2 separate regions of the Mus musculus genome follow, and region 2 is linked to region 1. Evidence: chromatin contacts called from public promoter capture Hi-C data. All regions are on one chromosome and are shown on one strand. The core of a region is the stretch at or near the end of the contact, and the rest is flanking DNA. Distances in the headings are between cores, read along the strand shown. Region 1 holds the start of Lrp2bp (Lrp2 binding protein). Region 2 holds the start of Acsl1 (acyl-CoA synthetase long-chain family member 1).

Region 1 (2,700 bases), core at 74-2,573:
TACAATTTATAGCAGTTATCAAAACTATAGTTACGGAGTAGCAAAGAAATAATGTTATGGTTGGAGGGGTCACCACAATATGAGGACCTGTATTAAAGGGCCACAGCATTAGGAAGGTTGAGAACCTCTGCTCTAAACCTTGTTAGATAGTAGCACACTGTATTAATGTCTTCAGAGAAATAACATCTTTTCATCTAGTTTGTGAGTGGTGGTTGACAGTAGGCTGTCATATTTGGATTGCTTTCTTCTATATATCTTACACATGTGGCTTCGTTCATTGGGAACTTTATATTCTTTAGTGGAAACTTAGATTTTGCAATATACATAATCCAATTACTTTACTTTTTAAAGATTTATTCTTATGAGTATGTGTATGTGTGTCTGCATGCATATATGTCCCATGTGAGGGGTGCCAGCAGAGCCGAGAAGTGGGTGGTCACTCTCTAGAGCTGGAGCTACAGGTGGTTGGGACCCACTCAAGGTGGCTTCTGGGAACCAAGTTCAGATCCTCTGGAAACACTTTGACTTGTTTTTTTTTGTTGTTGTTGTTGTTTTGTTTTAATTAATTTCTTTCTATTTTTATGTGTATGAGTGGTTTGACTGCATGTGTGTATGTGTATCACTAGAGAGATACATGTGTGTACATGTACACTAGGCACATGTGTCTAGTGACTGAATAAGTCAGAAGAGGGCATCCAATCCCCAGGAACTGTGTTACAGACAGTTGTGAGATGCCCTGTGGTGTGCTGGGAACTAAACCCTGATGCTCTTAACTGCTGAAACCACATCTCCAACCCAGTAACCAGCAACTTTGTTTTTTGTCTGGTTGTGGACAGGGTCTCACTATTTCGTCCAGGCTGCCTTGTACTAGCAGAGATCTGCTAACCTCAGCCTCCTGAGTGCCAGAATTAAAGACATTTCGCCACCATGCTGGGCCCATTAACTTTGTATATCAAGGAAAGGACACTTTAAGAACCTTTATTTCAAACTACAGATAAAGAAATTAGCTCTTAATTAACTCCTCCCACATACAGACATTTCAGTGATTTTATTTTATTTTTATTTTTTGCTGACTTAGTAAACCATGTCTTTTTTTTTTTTTTTTTTTGAGTTCCACTCTCATCCAATGAAGCAGCGTGTTGCCTAAAATAGTATCCTGTAAGTATGTAAATGCAGCTTTCCAATCACACAAAGCTTCTCTTAAGAACTTCTGTAGACCACCAATCAGAGAGACCTGGCCTGGGCGCTGGCTCCTGATTGGTGGAAGTAAGTTGAACCAGTAGAATGTCAAAGACCAAAACAGAAAGAAAAAAAAAAAAGCATAGCAACAACAGAGTTTGCTGTCTTCACTACTCTCAGCTTAGGCCAACCTGGACTCCTTCAACCCAAATGAGGTGGCCCCTACATTTTATATGAAGGCTCTGATTTACCATGCAGCAGTGGTCCATCTGGTAACATGGCAATCCAGTACAGACTGGAAGAGAAGACTGAGCAACAGAGCTAAAACACAGTGTATTCCCAGGTAAAACAGACGCATCCTGTCATCCGAAACGGATTACTCTGGCCAGTTTCAGTTAAAGGGCGACAGGAAAGTCCTCCGTGACAGGAGCAGCGACTGTGAGCGGTGTAGTCTGTTGCCACTGAGTGGCAGCAGTTGGGAATGACAGGACGCCCCCTGCCATGTGTGAATCCTTAGCCAGTCGGGATTTGTTGCTAGCTCAGGGTCCCTTGGCCAGGCAATGTGGGGCAGATGCTTCTGTGATGGGGAGTGAAGTCTCCCTTGGTGCTTTCCCGGGAGGAGAAATTGTAACCACCTATGTGTTCTTCCTTAACAGGACCCACATTGTGGAGACAGGATGAAGCTGAGCAGCGAGAAGTTGCCCAAAAACCCTTTCTCTCTGTCTCAGTATGCTGCCAAACAACAGAAATTCTTCCAGTGGAAGAAGGAAAAGCCCGGTATACATCTGAATAGTTAATTCTTGCTTGGAAACTATTTTTACTGAAATTCCATGTAAGCTTAGAATAAACAAAACAAACAAACAAAAACCCATGCCACTGGTTTCCAGGAGGTAGTTAATGTTATACTCCTTTCTGGCTTTCCTGGAGATTAGTGACCTTCTTACTCAGACAGCAAGCTGATCCTGGAGGTGTTTCACAATTCAAGCCTGATTACATTTTCACCCCTCCCCCCCCCAGCACTTAGGGATTCGTTCTAAAAAAGAGACGCCAGATGTTGCTTCCCTCAGAGAGCGCAACGCTGCGCTTTACTTCAAATGGATACTGAAAGCTATTTTTACATAAGCTTGTAAAAACTAAACTGGAGATGGCCAGCCCATTTGATTAGTAGTCCTAACATGGCTCAGGCTAAGAGTTTAACTCATTCACAGACAGCTTTGCCCAGTGCATGCAGAGACTGCATTGGAGTGCCTACCCGGCAGTGAACCCTCACCCAAGCACAATAAACACTTCTTGATTATGCCAGGTGTGTGTTGGTGCTGTGATCATGACTCTGCTTAGGTTATGTTCTTTCTCTGAGCTAAGCTTTAGGGATGAGAAGTTGGAAAGAAACTGAGATTAACAGCATCTAATGAATTCTACGTTACGTGTGGCTTCACGAGAGAACCTGCACGTTATATAACTAACACCGTTTTTGCCTTTCTGAATCAGATTATTACCTCCACGCTAATTTGGTGGATACAG
Region 2 (2,700 bases), core at 68-2,567, 460 kb after region 1:
GTTCTGGCAATAATTGTCCCTCAAATTTAAGGCAATATTAGAAAGACTTCCATCTAATGCTGGGAGCAAACCCTCCTGTACCTGGATGACTGTCTTCATGCAATAGCATGAGGTGAACCTGGCAACAATTATATTGACCTTTTTTTTTTCCCATTCAAAATGTTAGCATGATCTACATCTTACCTTAACCACACTGACCAGTTCTGGACACTGAGCAACAGTGATGGCTCTAGTATTTAACCTTTTAAAAGATTATCTTAAAGCTTTGGGGTATCTTTAAGATTTTTTAAAATGACGTTTGAAGAAGGGTTACATGCGCACATGGTAACTCACAGTCCTGAGGATTGAGAATTGCACTTCAGGCTTTGTGACAGGCATGGGCTTTAACCCAGTGAGCCATCCTACTGGCCTTGCATTGGCCGTTGGTAGCCCTTAAAAGGTTTTCCCAAGGGATTTGTCAAGTCTACAGAGCCAAGGCTGAGCAGGGCAGACAAGCCTTTAAAACTTGGCAGGTGGACACCGTCCTTGAGCAACGACTAAGTCTGCTTTTCACTTGAACCACACAGGGGCCTGGGTTGTCCAGAGATGCCTCATGGCCAGGATATTGCGGAAGTCCTGTATTCCTAGCCAAGGACTGTGGCGAAACTTGGTGTGGGGACCGTGGTGAAACTGGATTAAAGGGGTTCGTGTATATCTGTGCTAAAGAAAGATGGGACTTCTTCAGCTACCGTGGTCCCTCCAAGCAGAGAAGCAAGCAGAGAGGCTATGCCAAGGTGTCAGCTGTGGAAGAATGTTAAGGATGGAAGAGCTAAAGGGCACCTGCAACATTCCATAGCATCACATTATCAGGGTTCAGGAGACTTCCAGATTTACCCTTTGCCCTACCTCAGATTCGTTGTGAAACTAGAGGGCAGTTTGGGTGACCTTAGTGGCTTTTGCTTGCTGACAGCCATGCTCATGGACCTGAGGGAGGCCACGCCCACCTTGCGGCTTTGGAGGGAGAGGCGGAGTCAGCAGGACTGGGCGGGACCTGAAGGAGGACTGGGCCTTAAGGGGCGGGGCAAAAGACCGAGGAGGCGCGGCCGGAGGGGAAGGACTGGAGCTGGTGGGCGTGGCCTGAGAGGCACCGCGGGTCTGAGGGGCTTGGATCAGCCCAGATAGGGCGGGGCTTGGGAGGCGGGAATGGCGCCGATGGGGCGGGACCTGAGAGGAGCGGTGGGTGTGATGGGGCGGGACAGCCTCGACCTGTGCGACAGGAGGGGAGGAGCTGGCGAGGGGGAGTGGGCGCGCTAAGAGATGGGGCGGGGAGGAGCCTGCGGACGGGGCGGGGCGGCGTGGCACGGCACGCGCACTACCAGCCGCCCGGCCCTGCTGCTGCTGCTGCAACGCCGGTGGCGCAGCCAAGAGAGCAGCTGCGGCCGCGACTCCTTAAATAGCATCGCAACCCGGCGCGGGGCAGTTCGTGGATTGCAGTGACAGCCGCCTGTGGAGCAGCCCGGGCAGCGGAGGAGGTGAGTGCGCCAGCCGCGAAGGGCCGCGAGTCGGCCAAGGCGACCCTAGCCGGGCCGAGACGGGAGAACCTCCCCGCGGCTCTGCGGGACGTTCCGCTTTTCCGGCCTGGGCTCCACGGCCTCGTTTCCCTCGGCTTCGGGAGGCTCTGGGGCCGCTCCGGCGGCCGCCGCTTCCGGTGCCGGAGCCCGGGTTCCCCCGCGGGCCGTGCGCGCGCGGGGCTGGTGCACCGCGGAGTCAAGAGGTTCCTCTCTGCACGGTCCCTGGCTGGTGTGGCGGCTGGGACCTTCCCTCCCCGGCTCAGGTGCCGAGAGGTGGTCCTGCTTGCTGGGGACCCTGGCGTCTCCGCCACCGCATCCCTCGTACCCCCAGAGGCGGGGATTGTGAGGCGCGCACTCACCGCGCGTGGACACGGACTGTCCCGGTGCCGCTCTGTGACGTGCCCCTGCGCCGAGCGTTCGAGGAGGGTCAGAAGCAGCGCTCAGAGCCCGATGTCATAAGTAGAAATTCTCGCGGTGTCTCCAAGAGGAGCTCCCAGAGCCACTACACACAGTGGTGATGGAGTCATTGATTTAAGGCAATCTGGCTTTTAATTTTTTTTTAAATTAGGGAGCAAAAATGATATTTATCACCTTGAAACGTAGACCCCGAGTGCTGATACAGGACTTAAAAGATCACATGGATTAGAATCTAGAGAAGGCAGCTCCATCTAATCACTGCACTATGCCCGAGCTTACAGACCATCTTGCCACACCGCTCAAGCTCATGGTTATGGAACCTAGTTAAGAATGGCCGTTATGAAAATGCTTCCTCTTGGAACTGTGAGTATCCATCTCTAGTCTTCCCTTTAAGGACTTGACATTTGATTATGTTTCTGGGATACACGTTTCAAAACGTAATCTGTGGTTAGCCCAATGAAAATTATTAGCGTAACTCAGAAATCATCCAAACCCTTCTAGTTCACCAAAGTTAAGAACTGAAGGTCTGCAATGGGCAAGGTTAAGAATGGGAGCAACGGAAAGGAACCATCGGTTTGGAGCAATGTGGTGAGGTGTGACAACAGAAAACAGACAGGGCCGGATCCTGGGAGATGTTTTTTCTTGTAGTTCAGCTGAAGGAAATCCCTTTGTGGTGGGAGGCTGGTTCTTTGTAAAAGGTCTGCATTGAGATCTTGAGCTAAAATTATATGAC

Evidence for each region. Promoter capture Hi-C pulls out the DNA fragments that hold promoters and counts their contacts.
Region 2: a promoter capture Hi-C map of stem cell-derived epiblast-like cells shows a contact between it and region 1, with 4 times the contacts expected there. The contact joins the promoter of Acsl1 here to the promoter of Lrp2bp in region 1. A contact is called at or near these places in 10 of 39 promoter capture datasets (the 3T3-L1 cell line, cranial neural crest, embryonic stem cells and 6 more), 1 of 484 Hi-C or Micro-C datasets (myocytes) and 1 of 115 datasets of contacts at active chromatin or transcription factors (effector CD8 T cells).

Annotation. Positions count from the first base shown.
Region 1 is chr8:46,009,279-46,011,978 of GRCm38.p6, forward strand. It overlaps Lrp2bp (Lrp2 binding protein), which reads left to right and starts at 1,324. Exons shown (of 9, transcript NM_026278.3): 1 at 1,324-1,522; 2 at 1,836-1,956; 3 at 2,668-2,700. The coding sequence starts at 1,857.
Region 2 is chr8:46,469,720-46,472,419 of GRCm38.p6, forward strand. Acsl1 (acyl-CoA synthetase long-chain family member 1) reads left to right here and starts at 1,318. Exons shown (of 21, transcript NM_007981.4): 1 at 1,318-1,511. It overlaps Gm31050 (a long non-coding RNA gene), which reads right to left and starts at 1,331. Exons shown (of 2, transcript XR_378936.3): 1 at 886-1,331; 2 at 272-780.